7 separate regions of the Mus musculus genome follow, and regions 1, 2, 4, 5, 6 and 7 are each linked to region 3. A link is a contact called in public Hi-C, HiChIP or PLAC-seq and promoter capture Hi-C data. All regions are on one chromosome and are shown on one strand. The core of a region is the stretch at or near the end of the contact, and the rest is flanking DNA. Distances in the headings are between cores, read along the strand shown.

Region 1 (2,826 bases), core at 319-2,818, 1.9 Mb before region 3:
GAAGATGGCAAGCAAGTCTGGGCAGGGTTTCCTAACAGGTTTCTCTCTGGAGCCCGGGGCCAGTGCTCTGGAGAAAGAAGCCTGGACACCGGGCCACACAAAGCTGTTGGGACAGCTGTAACTGACTTCAGGATAAAGTTGTGTGCCCAGAGAACTCTGTCCTAGCATCCAACTGCAGCTATCCTAAGTGAGAAGAACCGAGAAGCTAGCTCAACTGCTCTTGCCTGGACACTCAGTGTTAAGGAGACAGAACCAGGGAATCACCAAGAGTTCAAGGTTAGCCTTGGCTACAAGAGATCCTGTCTCAAAAACAGGGAGAAGTGAGAGGTGGCTCTTATCAGAACTCTTAAAGGCCTTTTGCCCCACGGTCGAGGAAAAGGAACCCTAGGAGCACCCTGGCAATGATCTAGGCAGAAACTTGGGGGGCAGTGCTGCTGCTCCCGCAAGCACTCCAAAAGCCACTTAAACACAACTTGCCTTCCCAGGCAAACAGTCACTTCACGAGCTAAAAGTTTTGTGATGCAATGACCAAACTAAACCAAACCAAACCAAAAAACCATTCCCCTCCCCACTACTAGAGACAGGAAGGACATACAGGGATGGGTCTTATGACTCCAGGCTTCCTACAGTGTACAGTATTTGTCTGGCGACACCACCTACTTCAGAGCTACTTACCGGTCAGAGAGCCTGTGCAAGGTTGCTTATCTCCGCCCACCTCGGCAGAGGGAACATGGGTACCAGGCACTACGGCTGGCTTGGATAGGGCGAAGCGGCCTCTTTTACTCGAATGCACACTGTAGGCCCTAAGGATCCTTCAGTAAGTATACCACGCTGTTTGTTAAGTTTCCAGTGGCAGAGACAGCCAGAGGAGGGCAGGACTGCGATCACTCACAGCCTGAATACCTTTAGAAAGAAAACAAACTCCCCTTCGACGCCCGTTTTCTGCTATGCAGGCAGGTAACTAACTCATCCACTAAAACAACAGTTCCTTAAGAATAAAGGAAGGTGGGGCAGAGAATATACACAAGACTCCCCCACAAAAACCCAAGCTACAAGCCTAGCGTCTCGGTAACGAACGAAGCCTTCTGATGTGACTCCGGGTGCTTACAGGCCCCGACACGGCCCAGTACTCACGGCCTTCCGCACTCTCACTCGCCTAACTACGGAGCCCAGCACCGCCCAGAACGCGTCTGGGAGCTACTGGGAAGCTCAGATTATCTGTTGCGGGGTCGGCGGAACTCAGTTCGCCAAGAGTAGGGGGGCAGTGGGCCGTGCTCCCAACCCTGTATTCTCCCGTGGCACAGCGGCTGGGCCCTAGTGCCCCGAAGGCCGAGACTCGGAGGCCGCGAGCGAGAGGAGGCCGCCGTGGCTCCGCTCGGCGCCTCCCGGAAGCTCACTGGGAACGGCGGCGAGTCCGGGCGAAGATGGGAGTGCGTGCGCAGGCCGGTGGCGGCTCACCTGGGCGACCGCGGCCCGGACCGTCGCGGCGGCAGAGGCGGCGGCGCTCCTTTGTCTCGGGACTTCCCTCCGCGCCCGCCGCGCGCAGCACGGAGCGCAGGACCCCAGCGGGCGGGGCGGGGCCTGAGCTGGGCTGCCCGCCACACGCCTGCTCAGCTTACCGTCCCTCCCGTCCGGTGGCCTACGCGTCTACTTAAACACGAGCTTCCCGCAGCCCGCACGCGGCTGCCGCGCCCTCGTTGCCCGCGACCGCCTAAGGAGCCCGAGCCCAGGGCGCCTGTCCAAGCAGGCGGTGCCCTGAACGGCCGCACTCTTAAAGGGGCCGCGTCCTAGGCTCGAGGGAGCGTCTGCAAACTCCTCTTCGGGATGAGCGCGTCCACTCGAGGACACATCAGAGAGTCGTGTGAGGAAAAAGAAGCATAGATTCCCAAGGGTCATCCGGATGCTCAGAGGGCACCTTCCCGGGCACAGGCTCTGGAGGTATCCTTGGGCTCAAGGCCCGAGTCCCGGGAGCAAAGATCACTGAGGCCTAAACATCCTGGGAATCGTCGCAGTACGGTGACGATCCCCGGAACTTAGCGCGCTGTGACACTTTCTGCAATTGGCCAGCTCAGGAACTTGGGCGGGGTGAACCTCGAAACTATCCAATGAACTAGCCTCATACAAAGGGCCAAACGCAAGCAAAACCGACGGGGAGAGAAATGTGGATGCTCCCTAACCTACGAGTTAGCCCCCTAGTGGGGGAGGGGAATGGGCCTGCGCCGTGGGGGAGGGGCAGCACCCGCGGACCCCCCCCCCCGCGCGCGCGCCCCAGGCCTCTTCCCTGTGCCGCACCCCACACCTTAGTTCCACCTGAAACCCCTGTGCGGCTTCTGCTGGCCCCGCTGGACACGCTTTTGTCACGCCGTGGCCTAGTCCAGTTTCCTCGGCCAGTCCTCTGCAACCCAGCTCGGATGCTTCCTCACCGACTCACCGACGGGACGGGTACTTAGAACCGTCGGCTGGCCCCCTGGTGGCCATTCTGGCGCCTGCTCCTTTTTTTTTGGCACGTGCTGGAGGCCTTTCGGGGCCAGTTGCAGCCAACAAGGGCTTCCTGGGAATTTGGACTATGGGTCCAATTGCTGCCAGGGACTCCAGTGTTCATCTGTCAGTATCTCCGTCCATCTACTCACCACTCTCTCCTTCCTTCGTTCTCCTCTTACCTTTTGAGGTTGTTGGGTGCCCCAAAACAGGAACTAAGGTCCCATGCCCCTTGCCCACAATTGTCCAACATTCCCTGGAGCTCACCCTGTTAATTCCTCCTGTTCGTAGCCGTACTGTTTAAGAGTTAAGATCACAGTGAGCACCAGATCCTGAGGGACCTTGGTC
Region 2 (2,927 bases), core at 269-2,768, 1.3 Mb before region 3:
TAAACCCTTCTCCCAGCATCCTATAGCCTGAAGACACCCTGCAGGTACATGCCTACTGATGGGCACCTCAGTGCCTCATACACAGGCTTGGTACCATCTCATAAACTCAGACTAACACTGGGAAACGTTCTGTGACCTCCCAGCTCTAGCTAGGGATATTCTAGTGGACTCCAGTTCGGGGGGGTCTCTAGCTAGGGCAGAACAGTCAGAGAGCCATTCATTCCCTGCAGGGTCAGGCTACAAGTTCCAGAAGAGCAAAGCACTGGGCCTGGTGCCCTGCAGGGAGGCAGGGCAGGCAGTCTCCATGGTGACGAAGAGGCACACTGGACTTTTGTTGGCTGGGCTTGGGGGGAGGGGAAGGAGGTCACCACCAGGCCAGGGAGCCCTGGACAGCCTTGGCCATAGGCTTTGATTCTGCCTCAGCTTAACCCTTCCCCCAATCCTTCAGAAACCAGAGACCCAGGGCTGGCCTCTCGGGCATTTGCCCCCTCCTGCTCTTTTCCTAAACCGAATCTTTTAAGAGGAGGAGGAGAGAAAGGCGGGGGCACTTCCAACTCACCTCCTTACGACCTGGAAGCCACTATGCTCTCCACCGGAGTGGCCTCTGTCAAGCTACAGAAGGACTCTCCATGCAATGGGGTGGCAAGGCCCAGTCCCATCAGGTCAGTGTGGAGGGCCAATTTCTGACACCCAGCCAGTCTCATAATCACTCACCATCCACACCAAGACCTTGAGCCTGGGGAGACATTTCTGCACGTTGGTCCTCGTGCAGTTCAAAACGGAAGGCAGCAACTCTGCGGCTGATGTCGCGGTGTGGTGTGGCCTGCAGGAAAAGGGCTCGGCGCTCGCGGGGACCCCAGCGCATGCAGCGGCCCCCAGCCAGGTCCGGGCCCTCGGCCAGTAGCAACTCTAGATTGCCGGTCATACGTTCAGCGAAGACCTGGGCACCAGCGAAGGGCCGCTCTGGGCGCAGACAGACGATGCTGGGCCGTGTGCCCGGATCGGGGCCGCCCAGGGTCAGGCGCAGCGCCCCAGCTGGGTACAGCCACTCGATAGCGCCCTCAGTACAGTCCAGGGTCAGCTGCCCCACGCTGCCAGGCTCCTGGGTCAAACCGCTGGGGACAGGACGGTGGTTCTCAGGTGGGTGACCCTCGTTCCCTAGCCCGCTCATCCCTTTTCCCGCGGCTACCAACATCTGCTTCTACTCTGTGTAACAGGACATTGAAGTCTGCGTTTCCTCAGTTCCAAGTGGGAGGGAACCCTCCAACCCAAGAAGTAAATAAAATAAAATAAATAAATAAATAAACCCACAACCCTCCCCGCAGTCCCTCCTGGTACCTGCCCCTCCAGCTGCAGCGGTCTTCCGAGTAGCCAGCGTGAGCGGACGCGGCCAGGAGGCCGCAACAGAGCGCGCAAAGAAGCGTGGCTACCAGCATGGTTAGGGGACGCGCCGGGGCCTCGGACTGCTGCCCCGGGAGGGTCGGGGCCGCAGCGCGAGCAGCCCGCGGCGCGGCTGCCCGGCCCGGCGCGTCCCCACAACCGGCGACCCCTCGCCGCTGCCCCCTCTGAGCTCCGGGGCTAGGGGGCGGGGCCTTTGCTCTCGGACCAATCGCCACAAGCCGCAGAACTTTCCTCCAATTGCAGCACCCTCGAGGGGGTGGGGCGGGCTCAAGGCGGGAGCTCGGTCCAAGGCAGGGTTGATGTAGAAAGCGCTCCTGTTTCCCCATTTGGAGATCCCCAATAGGAACGTTTGGTGGGTTGGTGGGGTTCGCTGTCGACTGGAATCTGGAAGGCTGTCCACCCCTTACCTTCAGTGGACCTCGGGGCAGTGGGACTTTGTAAGAGAAGTAGTAGAGTCTGCAGCCAAAATCTGAACACTGGTATCCTGCTGCTGGTACTTAAGGAAAAGAGATTAAAACCCCTGTGTTACTGCATCTCATAAGGGAGGGTACAGAGGGCCTGGAGCATGGAGCTAGGCCAAACCTTCGGTTTGGGGAAAAGAAAGAATACTGGCTAGGTCTGGAAGGAGTAGCGTGGGTAGTGTGGATCTCCTTCTGCCACCATACATTCTCAGACCTAACTACACACTCCTCCAATGTTAAATGGATACTAAGAAAAAAATGAGGCGTTCTAGAGGACCTGCCTAGGGACCCACCTGACTGACAAAGCCTGGTAGTCTGCCGGTGCCAAAGTACAGGCCATTCCTACAGTCAAGATCAACCGAAAGGGAATCAGAAAGATATCCCAGGCAGCCTGAGGATGTAGCTAGGTTATAGAGCACCTACCACACAGGCATACACCCCTGGCTTTGATCTTTAAAATAATGTTAAACTGAGAGTGTAGTGGGTCTTGCCTGTAATCCCAGCGGGCAGGAAGTAAAGGAAGCAGCTCAGATGTTCAAGGGCATCCTTGGCTCCATAGTGAATTCAAGGACAGTGTGGGCTACATGAGAACCTCTTTTTTTTGTTTTGTTTTGTTTGTTGTTCATTTTTAAAAAAATATTTTTATTAGATATTTTCTTTATTTACATTTCAAATGTTATCCCCTTTCCTGGTTTCCCCTCTGAAAATCCCCTATCCCCCCCCCCCCGAGAACCTCTTAAAATAAAATAGAGCCACTGTGAAACCCCCCAATGGGGAAGAGCTTCCTTGGAGCAGCTTGTCCTTTGGATCTGACCGAAGGGAGGGTGGAGGAGATGGAAAATAGAAGAAGAACCTTGGCAGGTCCCCAAGGATCTCTCTCTCTCTCTCTCTCTCTCTCTCTCTCTCTCTCTCCCACCCCCAGGGCTCTGTTTCTGGATCCTCCAGGTTCCGAGTGAAACCCTTCCGGTTGGCCTGGACCTGCGCTCAGAGACAGATGAGATCCAGTGATCCCACTGGCAATCTGGGGAGGAGCTTCAAACACTGACTACTTTCTCCTTGCCTCCC
Region 3 (3,122 bases), core at 299-2,798:
CTGCCTACTTGACATTCCACTTGGGAGTTTAAAGCCTCCAACGTCAAATGTGCGATGCACTTCCCACACCCCACCTGCTCCATCTAAGTCTTTCCCGTTTCAGCAACCAGCTGCTCAAGCCAAAAAAAGAAAAGGGGAAATCTGGGAGCTGTCCTTGGTTCCTCTCCTTCACCCCACATCCAGGACACCCGCGCTGCTGATGTGACCCGCACATTATGGTCTGCTTTCTGTTACTTCTGTCTCCTGTGCCACTACCATTATCCAAACCACCACCGGCATCTCTCTCTTCCGGTGCTACCACGGCAGGCTCTCTGCAGCTCCTTGTTCCCCAATGCCAGAGCACCAGAGGAACCTTTGAAAATCAGGGCACGTCAGTCCCCTGACTAAATGTCCCCGGTGGCTTCTCCCTTGCTTCCTGGTAAGATCTGACCCCTAGTGCAGGTGGCTGGGCAGTTAAAAAGAACCTAGGTTTGATTCCTAGTACCCACATGGTGGCTCACAACCACTTCTAACTTCAGTTCCAGGGGATCCAATGCCCTCCTCTGGCCCCAGTGGGCACTGCATTAACAGGGTACAGAGACATATCTGTTGGTAAAAAAAAAAAAAAAAAAATCTGTATTGTGCCTGGCTCCTGCCTTCCTTCAGCTTCAAATCTTAGCTGTAGACATGCCACTCACTACCCGTAGGCTTGCTTTCTTTTCTGTAATATGTCAGTTTGGTTTCCTCTGAAGTGCCTGGCCACCCTTCCCGAAGTGCAGTCAGTGTTCACTGTCTCCCTGCCTCGAGACCGACCTATGTGTAACTTCCTCAGGCAAGCCTCAGGAACCCGACTAATGTTACATTTACCACGATCAGAGTACTCATTGGAACTGTCTTATGAGTCTATTTGTTCCTCGTGTCCTGAATAAGAATCCAAAGGCAAAAGGAGAAAGACCTCATCTAATTCACTGCGATTTCCCTGGAAACTAACCTAGTTCTATGCATGCACATGGCCGTGCTTGGTAAGGTAACCTAAACCTGAGTGGGGCGAGAAGGTCTACTACTCACACAAGGGACCTGTGTGGGAGACTCAGTTTCACAGTGACGGAAGGCAGTGAGGCTTAGCTGGAGGTGTCTGGGGATAGGCTGGGCTCGCAGACACATTAACGATGGTAAGGAAGAAACAACCCCGCCTTACAATTTGACTCTTTAGTGGCATCTGGACCTCAGGGCCGCTTCACTGACTACTACACTGTGCAGACAAGGAAGGAAACTGCGCAGAAGGCGTCGCACTCCGCAGCTAACTGCAAGATGGGTACCTCGCGCACGTGCAGCCTGGCAGCGGCCGACGCATGCGCAGATCCCCCACCCTTGCCGCCCATCGCTTCGACGTGCCCACCCTCCTCCCCTCCGGTCACCTGGGTGTTCTCTCCCTCCCGGAAGGCCTGCGCTACCCGCTGCCGCAGGTAAGCGCCCAAGTCCCGGCCCCGTTTGGTCTCGTCCACTGGCCATTCCTCACAGAGCTTAAGGAAACGCCGGTAGCGGAGAGCGGCCATCTTGGGCCCCGCTTGCCCCGCCCCTGGGGGGGAGTAGTCAAGACCGCAGAGGGCGCGTGCGCACTAAGGCGCACTGGCCTTCCCCGTGGACATGCGCAGTTCTACCAACGGCCCACACCCCTCCAGGCAGCGGCGCTGCTCACCTTTGAGAGCGAGGTCTGAGCTCTTCAGCTTCTTGGTTCTGGTACTCGCCCAGCTCCCAGGGGCAAAGCTAACGCGGTGTACCCTGGGGAAAGCTTTGCTCTTCGTTTTCAATGACTTCACAAGCTCGAGACTGAAAAAGCTTCCCCCGAGACCTCTGCTGTTTTGCATAAACGAAACATTTGCATGTAAATACAGGTTGTTATTGGATGGATATGTGTTTGATCTTAACGTCCGTCGTGTACACATACACACACACACACACACACACCGTCCGTCGTGTACACACACACACACACACACACACACACACACACACACACACACACACACACACAGCTGCCCCACTCACACTCATCACCCTGTACTTATCTCTACCACATGGACCTCTGATAGAGTTCTTTAGCTACATCTCCAGCCTCCCGGTCACATTGCTCACCACATGGAGCGGTTTCTTATGAAGAACCAAAAACATTGTTGCAGCCTGGAAATCTTTAAAACAATTTTTTTATAGTGTGTTTTCTTTATTCTAATATGTATGAGTGTTTACCTGCACCATGTACATGTGTCAGTTCTGGGGACCGAACCTGATTCTCTGTAAGAGCAATAAATGCTCTTAATAACTAATTTCTCTAGCTCTAAGAATGAGTGTTTTTATTATGGCAAAATTTAACATAATATATATATCACATGGGTATCATATGTGTGTGTGTGTGTGTGTGTGTGTGTGTGTGATTTTTCTTTTGAGAAAGAAGGTTTCTCTGTGCAGCCCCAGGTGTCCTGGAACTCACTCTGTAAATTAGTGCTCAATGAATGAATGAATGAACAAAGCCACATTCCAAACTAGGTCTGTCAGACCCTAATGTCTCTCAACATTCACAACCTAGGGAGCAATTCCTGGGGTGGGGGTGGGGCAGCTCACGGGACTGTCTGTCTGGCCAGCCCTTGCAGTGTAGCCGGTAGAGGAAGGGAGACCACAGAAGGAGGCAGTGGGCACGAACTTTCCCTGGCACCCTGGCACCTTTCTCAACCTCTTACCACACTTGTACCTCAGGTGGAAGGGAGAACCATTTGCTGCCATCAAGTTACTCCCCCTACAGCCCAAGACAGGGCAAGGGGTCTCGCCACCCCTGACTCCCAAGTTGGCTGTGGCCAGGCGAGTGCTCTTTAAAGCCATACCTGGGTGGGCCCTTGTGGCTTCCAGCCCACCCGGGGCCCTCAATGCCTGGAAGTAGGGAGTAAATGAACCTCAGGAAAGCCACCCAGCTTCATGGCTAACACAGCTAAGGTGAGGCTGTGTTGGGGCTTGGAACATAATGGGGTGATCAGGGAAATTTTCTAGGGGCATGCCTACCAAGCGCCTCACCTTGGCATGGCACTCCAGCCAAGGTTCCCTTTCCTTACCTCGGGAACTGTGGAGAGTGTTCCCTGTTTAAACCACCCACT
Region 4 (2,948 bases), core at 416-2,915, 1.7 Mb after region 3:
AACCGCGAAGAATAAAAGATAAGGAGACACAAGTCCTATGTAAATGTTTATATTTCATTGTAAAAGAACAAGACGTGAAATTCCTATTTGTTCCTCAATTTTTTTAAAGCTAAAAGTAATTGCAATATTTTCTTCCTCTAGGGCCTTCCCTTCCACAATTAATCTTTCCACACCTTCCCTCCTGTGATTATTCCCCCAAGCTTTAACAACAGTTGACTAATTCACAGCATTTCTGCTTCAAAGCTTTCAAAACACTGTGGGGTGGGGGTGCTGGCGGAGGCGATTGCTTGGCTCCACAAGCCACGCCCTTTCCTTCTTAAAAATTGGTTATTTTTGCAGTATGTTATTACCATCTATCAAGAACACACTCCTGTAAGGAAACCCAACTTCCATGCTTCACTCAACTGGTAAATTCTCAACTCTTAGGATGCTGAACACCTATACTTCAATGTAAATAAAAACACAAGGTTTGGGCCGTGAGAAATGTTTATTCTCTACTCTTTCAACTGTAGTACCCAGGTCCTGGATACCAGAGCCAATCGAGCAATTGAAAGTCTCACCAGCCGTTCGTGTAGAGGAAACGCTTTCAAAATATATCATTCATCTTCATCTTCGATAGCAGTTTATCCATATATCCTTTATAAGCATCATTAAGTATTGGTGCTTAAGATCTCTGTCACGAGGTAAGCTTTCAAATTTATAGGTACATGCGCTCGTGGAGGGGCAAAGGGACCTTTTCTTCTATTTATTTTTTCTTTTATTAGAACAAAAGGCAGCTTGAGTACACTTCAAAGTCTGGGAGTTGCTGTTTGACAGGCAGGCTGCCTTTGAGAAAGCCGTTCAGTGCATTAAATTAACCGACTCCTGGCCAAATCAAATTCAAGGGGAAAAGTATTTCCCATGCCTAGAGTGACAAACGGAATTACGAGGCACGCTTAAGCAGACTGTCAAACTTTTATGTTTACTTAAAAAAAAAAAAACTCCACACAGATGGAAAAGTCTGGTCCGTGGCAGCCTTGTGTGCCAGGAGAGGCTCACCTGTACACACACCACAGGCACGGGTCTTTCCCGGGCTGTCCGCACTGGGGGAGGGGATGGGTGGACATCGCTAGACCTTTGTCCCGGGGGCCTGGGGAGGGACGACTTTCTGGAGGCTTCGCAGCCACCTGCACTCTGGGAAGCCACACACAGTGTGGCCCTCCGGGGTCGTCCTGGGGCGAGCTTTGTGGGTGGGTGGGAGCATGGGCGTTCCCACCTCGGGGGCGGCGGGTGGCCCCACGCTCTGGCTGGGATGGGGTGAGCCACCGCTCCGTGGATTCAGAGTGGGAACCCCGACTAGATCAGCTCTGGGACAGGCCCAGGGTGAAGCGGCCCCGCCGCGTCCGCACCGCCACCGTGAGGCCGTGCCGGGGACGGTGCCCCGTGGAGGTGGCGCTGCCGCTTCGCGCTCATCTCCCCGCCCGTCTCCCCGCCGCCGCTGCCGCCGCGCCGGGCTGGGCTCGGGCGGGGGCATCCGCTCCGGTCTCCCCGCGCTTTCGCGCTCCCGCTTCGCGTGCGGCGGCTCGATCCGGGGAGGGAGTGAGGGAAGGGGTGGAGGTGGCGGGGGGAGGCCGAGGGGCGGATCCTGCCTGGGGGCTGATCCCTCCCTCCCCTCGGCCGGGCTCCGTGGCGGGCGGCAGCGGTGGTGGCGGCGGTGGCTCCATTCCCCCTCCTCCCCCGGGAGAGGCGGCCGGGCCCGGGGAGACGGAGCGGAGGGCCGGAGCGGGAGGAGGCCGCGCTCCCTCAGCCGGGCCGCGCACGGAGCTGCTCGCTCGCCCGGCCCGCTCGCCCGGCCGCTCACCCGGCCGGCCGCGCTCGCGCTCAGGGGGCCCCCGAAGCTAGGGGCCCGGCCGGCGGCTGAGGTAAAATGGGGGCGGCGGCGGCGGGGCCGGAGCGAGCGGGGGCGGCGGGGGCCGGCGGGGAGCGAGCGCTGCGCGCGAGGGGGCGGCCGGGGCGCACAGGGGTGTCCCGATGGGGCGTGGGGGTGACGCGCGACCTCTCCCCCGGAGCGAGGGCGGCGACGAGGCCGGGAAAAGCGCGCGGAAGGGAGCTGCAAAGCGAGGACCCCCTCCCGCACCCGCCATCTTGTTTCTCCCCGGTCCTGGCAGCCAAACGGCTAAGCCCCGCCCTCCCCGTGCTCCCCTATTGGCCTGGCTAGACCAGAGTCCCGCCTTCAGGGGCCGCCCTCGGCGCACGGGTTCCCCCTTGACGGGCAGGTTGGGCGGCCAATAAGTGCTTGCATCTCCGCGTCCTCCCCCCCCCTCCCCACCCCTCCGCCGTTCGCTGGCGCTCGCTTTCTCTGTGAGGGTCGGACTCTGCGTCTATCTGTGGTGCGCCTACCCTCTGGGTTGTTTTTTTTAGGGGGAGATATTTCTCTTTTTTCTCCTTCGGGGGGTGTCGTGAAGATTCCACTGGAAGAGGAGTCCCTTTAAAGGGACAGAGACCTTGTCTGGAGTCTTACCTGGTCTCATGAGTCCCTTGTGTGGCGTGCAGGGCGGGTTCCGTCCAATTGTTGAAACTCCTCATTCGGGGGCCAGGGTGAGGTGGTCGAGTTGGGGATCCCGGGTCGCTAAGAACGTCTCTGAAGGGGGCTGTTGGGGGTACTCGGCAGTGTGTGTATGGGAAGAGTTGTGTACGTGAGGAAACTCCCGCCAAAAAAAAAATACCAACCCTGGTCTAGTTGTTAGCTCCTTGTAGGCGAAACTCTTGGTTTCCCCTGGCAGTAGCCCAGCTGGGTCCCATGGGTTTGCCCCCTGTGATCGCATCGCGGGAGCCCCGAATGGGGATGGAGACGACTTCTGAGACTACAGGATGGGGTTCTTGTAGATTCTTCAAAATCGATACTGAAGTGTGTGTTTCCTCTCCAGAGGCTGCTTGCCTTTGGAGAATTGGGGAATGGAATCTGTTGG
Region 5 (3,237 bases), core at 36-2,535, 1.3 Mb before region 3:
CTGTCAGGGGCTGCTCAGAGTGGGTGAGGGGTTGGACTTCAGGACTTTCCCCGAGTCTGGACTGATAACTTTTCAGAGGCATTTCTAGAGTGGCCACCCTATATCTCATCCTTGGGCCATGTCACTCACATAGTTTAACAGTTTGACTACACTCACACCCCTGGTCACTCCGGCTGAATAGACACCTCAAACACAGCCCCAAGCAGGAGCCATGTTTAACCCTGAGCTCCATGATGTAGTATGGGGCAGAGTAGCCCACGCAACCTTTGAACTAACTGTTGGCAATCAAGCGTGAACGTCTCGGACATTTTCTAAAATCCAGCCCCTGTGAGAAATGAACCACTTCAAACCACACAAAGGTGAGAATCAGAGAAGTACCCTTGTCCGTGCACTTGTCGCTTCGAATTTCATTTCAATAGTCACTGACCGCCTCCTGCTATCTATCCGTGGACCTCGAGCTAATGCCAGCCGTCTCAGCGTCACACAAAGCTCATCTGAGCCCAAAGTGTCCCAGACCCGAGGATTCCTGCATCTGGGTTCCCCAAGCTCCATTCTGTTACCGCCCATGCCCACAAGGCTTGGCTTGTTGAACCTCAGGACCTGAGCGCGACCTCAGGCTTCCAAGAGATCGCGACCGCTATGGTTTCCATGGCGCAGAACCAAATCCTGTCTATAAATCTCACGGTACCCACATTTTCTCCTTTCCCTTGGACGACAGCAACAACACTTTGGGATCTGGTGGGATATGTTGTTCTGCAAACGCTTGCCAATAGAGAAACGGAGCGCAACAGAAAAGACACAGGCATAATGCTGTTACATTAACATGCTTGCGTCACAATTCGTATGCCCTACGGACTGCAGTCTCGCTCAACAGCGCCGCTGGTGTAGTGGTATCATGCAAGATTCCCATTCTTGCGACCCGGGTTCGATTCCCGGGCGGCGCATGTTCTTTTTATTTTCCCGTTCATCTCTGAAAAGGAAGGATGCCTTGCAATCTTAAACACCATTCCAAAAAAGGTGAGGCGCAAACGCAACAAATGAGCTTTTAAACAAATACAGCTGAAAGACTCCAGGAAACCATAGCCTCTACTCGAGCCTTGTTCCTTGTCCGAAGTCACCGCTAAATCCCGGCCGCCGGAATCAGTTTCCCGCAGATGCAAACCCTTTTAGGAGTTGAGAGGCCTCCTAACAGTTATACTGTTGCAAGCGGCTGGCCCTTTCGACCACAACTCCCGTAGTGCCCCGCGCAGGAGCTGGACCACAGCTCCCGTGGTGCCCCGCGCGCATTCTGGCTGGGGCTGGCCGCACCGCTGCGATGATGATGGCTGCGGCTGCTGAGAGAAACAAGGAGCCCATCCTGTCCGTACTCCGCCAGTATGTGGATCCTGCCCAGCGCTGTGTTCGCGTGCTCGAGGTGGCCTCGGGCTCTGGACAGCACGCGGCACACTTTGCACAGGCCTTCCCGAATGCCGAGTGGCAGCCGTCGGACGTGGACCAACGCTGCCTGGACAGGTGCGGCGGCGCGGTGTCTTTCCCTTGCGGCCGCTTGGGGCTGAGTGAACGGCGGGGCTGGCAGACCGGAAATCAGGACAGGCCTAGGTTTGGGTGCCAGACTGAGGTAGTAGAAGCAATGGGCTGTAGGGTCGACAAAGATACCCGCTTGCTGCTCCTCAGGACTTTCCCCCCACACCCCGATCACTGAGGGGCCTCGTCAGCCCTTGCCCATGCGCTGCTGCTCTCCACAGCATTGCCGCCACCACCCGAGCCCAAGGGTTGTCCAATGTGAAGGCTCCGCTGTACCTGGACGTGACCTGGGAGTGGGAGCAATGGGGCGGCATCCCACCCCGATCGCTGGACCTGTTGCTCTGCATCAATATGATCCACATCAGCCCCCTGAACTGCACAGAGGTGGGGACCACTGTGGAGCCCAGCTTTCACGTTGCAAAGAGGAAAGCATGAGTCTCCAGCTCCCGGCTTACTGTGCCCTACTTGCCTTCCTCTGCAGGGGCTCTTTAGAGCAGCAGGACACCTGCTCAAAACCAAGGCTGTGCTGATCACCTACGGGGTGAGTGACCCTACCTTAAGACACCCCTATCAGCCTTGGGTGTTTCCCCACTCTTGAAGCCCAGGGCCCGGGACCTAGCTAGCCCTTTTCCTTCTTGAGTGCAGAAAAAAGTTATTCTTTCTATACTCCTATGGAAAGAACTCCATCCTATCCTGCAAACTAGCTGTGTGGGAACGACTGACTTTGGGCCTATGTATTGTGTCTTGTTCTCACAGCCCTATGCCGTCAATGGGAAGATCTCTCCCCAGAGCAACGTGGACTTTGACCTGACCCTCAGATGCAGGTCAGATCTGGCTAGGAGGTAGCTTGGCTCAGAGAGAGGGTAGGCGGGATCATAACCTCAACTCTGCAAATGCCTTCTACCTTCCTCCCCAACTGCAGGAACCCAGAGTGGGGGCTTCGTGACACAGTCCTTCTGGAGGAACTAGGCCAGGCCAGTGGCTTGGTCCTGGAGAGGATGGTAGGCAGGGCGATGTGGGGGTGGGGAGCCTCCCTGTGATTAAGAGTCACTCCAGCCTGGCATGGTGGCGCACGCCTGTAATCCCAGCACTTGGGAGGCAGAGTGAGTTCCAGGACAGCCAAGGCTACACAGAGAAACCCTGTCTCGAAAAAACCAAAAACAACAACAACAAAAAAAAAACCAAGTCACTCCAGCAAAGCGTTTTTCCAGGTGGACATGCCAGCCAACAACAAGTGCCTGATTTTTCGGAAAGAATAGCATCTCTGTCAAAAGTTGTCACGGTACAAGCTAGACCTCAGCCCCTCCCTCAGTCCTTGGGATAAATTAGCCCCTCCTGGTCTGGTGGCCACAGGGCTGTAGAGAACCTGTTCTGAAGGGGCCTTAAAATAAATCCTTTCCAGCCCACTGTGGGCTATCTATACCACATTGCTTGCTGGGAATACCTGGGAGAGGGCGAAAGGGGACCGGTCTGGGAGATGATTAGGGCTTGGGGTGGGTGTAGCTGAAGCAGGACTGAGCTGACTTTCTCCTATGTCCCTGGAGACAAGCTTGTATGTCTGTCTGAGGGCTCCCAAGAGTGAGTTGGTGCTACTTGGTGACCTCAACTAGGAACTGGAAGCTCCATCTACTGGAAGGATTCCAACTGAATAGATAGGGCTGGTGGGGGTGCGGTGGAGACAGTGCTGGTGGGGGTGAGGAGTGGGGTGGAGAT
Region 6 (3,216 bases), core at 689-3,188, 1.4 Mb before region 3:
AGTGAGAATGGGAGCTCACATCGTCACTGAGCAGTTCCGTGTAATGCTGAGGTGCAAACTCATCCACCCAGAGGCAGTGCTGAGCGGTGTTCTGGCCAGGGGCTGGCTCCTCCGCAGGGGGCCCTTCAAGCACAGCCTCCTCTCCTTCAGACCTGAGGCTGAAGAGAAGCAAGTCCTGATTCACCACAGAGGGAACACAGTGACCATGCCCACCAGATATGTCCAAACTGAAAAGGGTTCCTGGGGTGGGACATGTGTGAGTCACCTGTGTAGAGTGTCTGAAAGCTGTTGGGCATCCTCCAGCAGTTGTTGCCGTCTCTATAAAAACAGGATAGGCTGAGGTCAGGACAAGTCCAGCCAGCACTAGACTCAACACATAAACTCCCCACTCCACTAAACCTACCTTGCTATCAACTTGCTCCTTCAGGGAGGCGAAGGGGACACCCAGCAGGTCCAGTTGGCCACAGCCTCGCCAGTGGACATCTAGAAGAGGGTTCTGGGCAAGACAGATTTATCATCTCTATAACCCTCCCAGGTCATGGAGGCATCCACAGTGCCCTTCTCTCCCCACCCCCCAAAAAAGGCTGACAGAGGGACAGAAATGACCTTTCCTAATTAGAGAGGGGATGGATATGGCCCTCAGATGGGCCTGGTCCAAGGGAAGTCAGCTTTAAGGTGAAGAGGAAAAGAAAAACAGAAAGCTAATATATGGGGTACAAGGCGGCACTCTAAGGCCACGTAGCCTCAAAAGTAGCACTGCTGTTTCCAACACTGGACTACCTGGCGTGCCTGTTTCTAGCAATTCAGATAGGTGAAACTGGCCTCAGAACCTGCTGAGAGCCTATTGGCAACATAAAAGAACCAATACCATGGCAAACCCCATGCTATGGCCACACACCTGCACCCCAGGGCCTATGAGGTCAGCCCGAAGCACCAAAAAGGCCCGTTCTCCACTTGTGGATGTCACATTGATATAATCTTCTAAGATAGGAGGCCGTCTCAGGACAGGATTGCGATTTCGGGGACTTGGCAATGTCTGCATGAGGTCTTTGTCAGCATTAGCATCTGAATACCTAGGAGAGACAAGCAGCTCCCTGTCACTCTCAAATGGGGTGCTTGACCCACACTCACTCCTCTTGCCGTCCCATAGACATCCACTTCCAGAGCCTCATGCAGGGACAGGCAGCTTTCCAAGTCAGAATTACATGCCCTTAAGCAACACACCCAGCATCCAACATCTCAGGGAAGACCTCTGGACTCGGTGGAGGGGTAATGTCCCCAGGAGGGGAATCTGGATATAAGAGCTCCTCCATATCTGGCTCAAAGTTCAGCTTCTTCACCACGTCCAACCTGGGTCGTTTGACCATGGGGCCTGCAGAGACAGAGGCAGAAAGAGGTGAAAGAATAGAAAACTGATCCTCAGAATTCCCCGACTTTAAGTGCTCAGTCCCCAATCGGACATACTGGAGGGCGCGGGCTGGTCCCTACGAACATTCTTTCTAGTATTGCGGTTGACATTTCCTGGCGACCCTGCAGGGCAGGGACGCGGGACAGTGTCCCCACCAGCGATGGCCTCTTCGAAGGTTAGCGGAGGGCGGCTCGCTGGAGTTTGGAGGGTCCCAGGAGGAGCCTGGTCCCGTGTTCCTGCTGAGACAGAGGTTGATAGCAGCAACACACATTAAGAAGCGAACTCCCAGCCGTTACCAATCCCATCCACACAGCTCTCCATGCTGCAGCAGGATGCAGCCACGACCCAGGACCCGCGCCCACCTTCCAGCTCAGCCAGCACTTCGAGCTCAGCTGCGAACTGGTTTTGGAAATCATCCTCCACACCATACAGATCTTCCTCGTAGTCTTCCATGGAGCCAGACCACAACTCCCACAGCTCAGAGTCCCTCAGAACTTCCCGCGCCGCCGCCACCGCGCGCTACCCCGCCCCGAGAGCCTCCAATACCGCCAATCAACAGCCGACGTTCCCAGAGGCGCCCGCCATTGGCCAGCGGGGAAGGGCGGGTCTTACTCCCAGAGGGCGGGAGGAGAGGAATAATAGTTCAATGGTTGGAGTGGAGGATCAAGAACGCTTTCTATTGGCCTGTACAGTAAGTAATCCGTGGGGGAGGCGGGGAAATAGGTGGGACTAAAAAAGCGCGTGCGCAGACTATTCGGGTAGGGCCTTACCATTCTTCAGTGGGCGGAGCTCCAGGCCCGGAATGCCATTGGCCAGTACGACCATCCATTAGGAAAGTGGAATGGGCAGGGTGAAAAGGCGGAGCTGCGCGCCAGCCAGGCCAAGACCTGGTTCCTAGTATAGGGAAGCGAGGTTGGATGCAGAGCTGAGAATTGACATCCTGGTCCCTTGGCCCTGTTGCAGGTAAGTCCTAAAGGGTCTGCCTGTGGTCACAGGCTGGTGGGAGGCAAGTTAGGGAGCGCTTGAAGTCCTGGGTGGTCCTGGGCAATAACCTAGCGTGAAGTGTGTAGGCGTGAGCTGGACAACCAGGCTGTTTATTCCACTTCAAGTCAGGGAGAGCTCCCTAACCCTGAGTCCATGGCAAGTCAGAATCACCTGACCTTGGCCAGACTCCCATTCCGGAGCTGACACCCCTGGCATGGGCCCTTGTGGAAGACATAAAGGGTTCCAGCAGGTTCTGGCCCCAGTAAGTGTGTACAGTACTTGAAGACCAGGTCAGGCACCCTCCTACCCCAGGCTCACTCCCACCTGCGTGCAGCCCCACCATGGAGCCTGGCAGCATGGAAAATCTGTCCATCGTGTACCAGAGCAGCGACTTCCTGGTGGTGAACAAGCACTGGGACCTGCGCATTGATAGCAAGACCTGGCGGGAGACCCTGACCCTACAGAAGCAGCTCCGACACCACTTCCCAGAGCTGGCTGACCCTGACACCTGCTATGGGTTCAGGTACACAGCCAACATGGAGAGCCCCACTGCAGCATCCTTCCAAAGGATGCTGGGACACTGGACTCTGCCACAAAGGTGCTAACCAGAGCACCACAGGGTCCAGCCACTGCTGCTCTTCTGCCCGTTCCCAGGTTCTGCCACCAGCTGGACTTCTCCACCAGTGGGGCACTGTGCGTAGCCCTGAATAAGGCAGCTGCGGGCAGTGCTTATAAATGCTTCAAGGAACGGCGAGTCACCAAAGCCTACCTGGCACTGGTAAGTCCTGGCCAGTTCCTGGGATGCTGTGTGGAGACCCAAGGCT
Region 7 (2,943 bases), core at 63-2,562, 1.4 Mb before region 3:
GGGACAGGGCTGGGATCTGAATCCAACACTGTCCCTCTGGAAGTGCCTGCCTGCCTGCCTGCCTGCCTGCCTGCCCAGAGCCCTTCCTTCATAACCCTGGGCTTCTCATGACCCTCTTTGGGACAAGTGACAACCTGAGGGACAAGGTACTTGGGCCCTGGGACACAGTCCTTCCCCTAACTCTGAGCCAGCCAGGTCAGGAGGGAGTGGGTAGAGATCAGACAAGACAGAGAATTTGGGAACCTGGATGTCTGGCACTTGTTCACTCAGCCCACAAGGGCTCCTGATCGCCCCCAAAGGTACTGAACCCACCTGGCAAAGTCAGCGGCACCGTTCACAGCATGGAGGAGTGTGGCCTCCTAAGGGAACAAGGTCTGACTGACATTTCCCAAGCAGATAGGAGCTTCTTTACCTTAGAGCTTGGTCTCAACTGTCTGAGAGCAAGGTCCAGATACTGTCTGAGTCTGGCTACCTCTGGGGCCAGGGACTTAACACCCAAGGGCTCCACTGTCTCCAACTCAGCTCCTTTCAGGGCCCAGCTACATCCTGGGTTCTGCCACTCTCTGGGATCAGCAACTCTGCCCACAGCCCTCTTTGAAAAGTGACACTAAGGGATGGTATGTATTCATGTGTAAAGTACCGAAAACATCACTCCGTACCCCCAAGACTAGAATAGAAAATCCTTCTGTTTCCCTCAGAGGACCTCACCTGGCTTGTCTTTGTAGTCTGGGTCTGCAGACGTGGTATCCACCCTGTGAGCCAGAGGGTACAAAGCTACAAGAGAGGCCGGGGCAAAACTGGGCTGCTCTCTGGTCCCAGCCCTCTGCACAGCCCACTGGGTGTAGAGAGAGCTAAGGCCTCTCACCCCATTGTGTCATAGCCTATGCTCTGTAGGCCTAGGGATCATTCCTGCTCGGAGTGTCCCCACTTTCCAGGCCTTTCACTGTTCTCAGTCCTAACCCTCCTGGAACGCAGGTCACCTAGCAATGACCCAAGGAGAAAGCAAGCTCCCAACTCATGAAGGTTCCTTAACCACTTCCTGGGGATCAGCCCAACCCATACTCACCAAGACTAAGGAGAAGCAGTAGGAAGCTTCGGCTGCAGATGGGACTTCCACAGGACCCCAGCAGGGGTCGAGCTGTTGGCAAGGCCATGGTCTGTGGATAACAATGACTCTGAGGTCCCCACTTGTCCCACCCCTCAACCCACACCACTGTTTGGAGACAACGAAGGGGCTTTTGGGCCTGGGAAAGCAGCTGTCCAACTTCTGTGAGCACCTGCAGTAGTGTCTACTAGGCAGACTCTCCACACTGACCGCTTGCCAGGCCCGCCCCTAGGAAAACCAGCCCTCCTATAGGGAGGGGCACTGGGTCTGAGTCAGTGGGGCACCTCTGCTGTGAGGCGCAGTGGACAGCTGAGTTCACCCTCCAGCCTCACAGGGCAGGGCAGAACTGGAAGTATAGGACAAAGAGACAGGGCTATCTCCTGCTCCGGTTGTTACGGGTTCGCCGTTTGTACCAGGAGCACTGAGTGGTTCAGGCTGGGAATTACGCAGGACCACCCCTGGGCCTGAGGCATGGGACTGGAGGTATCTGTGACTTGCACAAACACATGGCCCCATCAGGCTGACCACGCTGTAGAGGGGGGTGATGTCTCTTCCATAGATCAGTCCCTTTGGGTGACATGGCTTCTATGAGAGTTTTTCAAGCTCTGGTGTGATCAGGATAGCAGGTAAATAAATGGGTACCAGGCAATCCAGTGTCCCCTCTGGGGTGGGGCTCAGGGGCTCTGTGGACAGGGTGAGTGCGGAGCTGTTCCCCTCCTCAACATGTGTGGAACTGTATTCTAGCTGACTTTATCTCAGGTCTCTCTTGGCCCCCCCCATTGCTCAGAATATGGACTTCTCATGCCCCCGTATGTGAGTTACCTGAACAACCCAGCAGTAGGGATTGTCTGGGGAGACCTCACAGGCCAGGAGGCTCCTGCACTAAGAAGCCCCTGAGCAGGTAGAGCAAACTGTGTACCAGGAGACGATGTGTAGGATAGGTGAGCCCAGGCAAGAAACATGTCTTAATGTCTCCCCTCAACCCAGGAGACTATGAAGCCTGCAGCCAGCCTTATGTCAATCAAAACCTGTCTATCAGCCTTAGTGTGAGTTCCTTAAGAGCCTCTACAAGCAGCATCAGGCCCTGGGATCTGCATCTTTCACACCACATCCTAAGAGATGCAGATGGGAGCCACTGTCCTATAGTTATGTAGAATTCAAGATTCTGGTACCCACTTGTCTCGGACAAAGGACGCATCTCAGTGTGAAACAGAAAAACCCACAGCAGTTCCATGGCATTGTGGTATGGGGTCCCAGGACTGGAGGAACACAGGAGAGTCGTTCAAATGTACCCCACCCCTTACCATCTATGATCAGCATCGATCAGCATCCACTGCCCACCCCTTATTGCCTATGGTCAGCATCAGCATCCACTGCTCAGTTATCGCCTGTGATCAGCGTCAGCACCCCCTGCTCAATTATCACCCACACACCTGCTGAGCACCAATCTATGCCAGGCCTTGCTGGCCCTGTCTAGGACTCTAAGATAGGACCTAGCCATGGAGAGAGCTGACCCTGGTTTTCCTTTATAGCCAGGCAACATTGTCCCTTATTCCCCAGAAGGCTCCTCAGCATGGACTGTGAGGGGAAGTGGGCGTTCTCCCTCCAGTTCCCTCCAGCTTGGCAGGTGAGGGGTTACAGTTAAAAAAAAAATCACAGCCTCTCTCTGCTTCTTTGCCTGGCGCTGTCTCTACAGCCACATGCAAAGCCTCCCCCCAGCCCAGTCGAGGGCTAGCCCTGAGTGATAGGAAATGAAGTCAGACCACATTCCTTGCAAAGGTCAGGCTTGGGTGGGTGAGGGTGGGTGGGATCAAAAAACAGGGGTGGGTTGTTAACAC

What was found. Promoter capture Hi-C pulls out the DNA fragments that hold promoters and counts their contacts. A called contact is a pair of places that touch in the nucleus more often than the background predicts. HiChIP or PLAC-seq counts read pairs in DNA pulled down with a chosen protein or histone mark. Capture Hi-C pulls out chosen DNA fragments and counts their contacts.
Region 1: a Hi-C map of B cells shows a contact between it and region 3, with 6 read pairs. The contact joins the promoter of Ube2i here to the promoter of Uqcc2 in region 3. A contact is called at or near these places in 2 of 39 promoter capture datasets (both in liver), 1 of 484 Hi-C or Micro-C datasets (B cells) and 1 of 9 other capture datasets (liver).
Region 2: a promoter capture Hi-C map of liver shows a contact between it and region 3, with 2.4 times the contacts expected there. The contact joins the promoter of Metrn here to the promoter of Uqcc2 in region 3. A contact is called at or near these places in 1 of 39 promoter capture datasets (pre-B cells), 1 of 115 datasets of contacts at active chromatin or transcription factors (pancreatic cancer cells) and 2 of 9 other capture datasets (adipose tissue and liver).
Region 4: a contact with region 3 is called in a promoter capture Hi-C map of pre-B cells, with 4 times the contacts expected there. The contact joins the promoter of Brpf3 here to the promoter of Uqcc2 in region 3. A contact is called at or near these places in 1 of 39 promoter capture datasets (pre-B cells) and 1 of 9 other capture datasets (liver).
Region 5: a promoter capture Hi-C map of pre-B cells shows a contact between it and region 3, with 2.8 times the contacts expected there. The contact joins the promoter of Mettl26 here to the promoter of Uqcc2 in region 3. A contact is called at or near these places in 2 of 39 promoter capture datasets (embryonic stem cells and pre-B cells) and 1 of 115 datasets of contacts at active chromatin or transcription factors (pancreatic cancer cells).
Region 6: a contact with region 3 is called in a promoter capture Hi-C map of liver, with 3 times the contacts expected there. The contact joins the promoter of Chtf18 here to the promoter of Uqcc2 in region 3. A contact is called at or near these places in 2 of 39 promoter capture datasets (liver and pre-B cells), 1 of 115 datasets of contacts at active chromatin or transcription factors (pancreatic cancer cells) and 1 of 9 other capture datasets (liver).
Region 7: a FOXA1 HiChIP or PLAC-seq map of pancreatic cancer cells shows a contact between it and region 3. The contact joins the promoter of Msln here to the promoter of Uqcc2 in region 3. A contact is called at or near these places in 1 of 39 promoter capture datasets (liver) and 1 of 115 datasets of contacts at active chromatin or transcription factors (pancreatic cancer cells).

The regions. Positions count from the first base shown.
Region 1 is chr17:25,271,863-25,274,688 of GRCm38.p6, forward strand. It overlaps Ube2i (ubiquitin-conjugating enzyme E2I), which reads right to left and starts at 1,569. Exons shown (of 7, transcript NM_001177610.1): 1 at 1,459-1,569. It overlaps Gm17801 (predicted gene, 17801), which reads left to right and starts at 2,262. Exons shown (of 1, transcript NR_027452.1): 1 at 2,262-2,826.
Region 2 is chr17:25,795,527-25,798,453 of GRCm38.p6, forward strand. It overlaps Metrn (meteorin, glial cell differentiation regulator), which reads right to left and starts at 1,519. Exons shown (of 4, transcript NM_133719.2): 1 at 1,339-1,519; 2 at 715-1,115. The coding sequence starts at 1,436.
Region 3 is chr17:27,132,343-27,135,464 of GRCm38.p6, forward strand. Uqcc2 (ubiquinol-cytochrome c reductase complex assembly factor 2) reads right to left here and starts at 1,549. Exons shown (of 4, transcript NM_026063.2): 1 at 1,398-1,549. The coding sequence starts at 1,535.
Region 4 is chr17:28,799,461-28,802,408 of GRCm38.p6, forward strand. It overlaps Brpf3 (bromodomain and PHD finger containing, 3), which reads left to right and starts at 1,666. Exons shown (of 13, transcript NM_001081315.1): 1 at 1,666-1,901.
Region 5 is chr17:25,874,215-25,877,451 of GRCm38.p6, forward strand. Mettl26 (methyltransferase like 26) reads left to right here and starts at 1,286. Exons shown (of 6, transcript NM_026686.2): 1 at 1,286-1,512; 2 at 1,746-1,908; 3 at 2,006-2,065; 4 at 2,281-2,348; 5 at 2,447-2,525; 6 at 2,736-2,949. The coding sequence starts at 1,316. The coding sequence ends at 2,783. n-TGccc7 (a tRNA gene) reads left to right here and starts at 874; the gene lies at 874-944.
Region 6 is chr17:25,725,477-25,728,692 of GRCm38.p6, forward strand. Chtf18 (CTF18, chromosome transmission fidelity factor 18) reads right to left here and starts at 1,939. Exons shown (of 22, transcript NM_145409.2): 1 at 1,771-1,939; 2 at 1,465-1,644; 3 at 1,225-1,372; 4 at 899-1,073; 5 at 404-496; 6 at 266-318; 7 at 20-158. The coding sequence starts at 1,861. It overlaps Rpusd1 (RNA pseudouridylate synthase domain containing 1), which reads left to right and starts at 2,241. Exons shown (of 6, transcript NM_028009.4): 1 at 2,241-2,371; 2 at 2,727-2,915; 3 at 3,047-3,170. The coding sequence starts at 2,734.
Region 7 is chr17:25,753,066-25,756,008 of GRCm38.p6, forward strand. Msln (mesothelin) reads right to left here and starts at 1,313. Exons shown (of 17, transcript NM_001356286.1): 1 at 1,278-1,313; 2 at 1,067-1,157; 3 at 709-752; 4 at 313-359. The coding sequence starts at 1,154.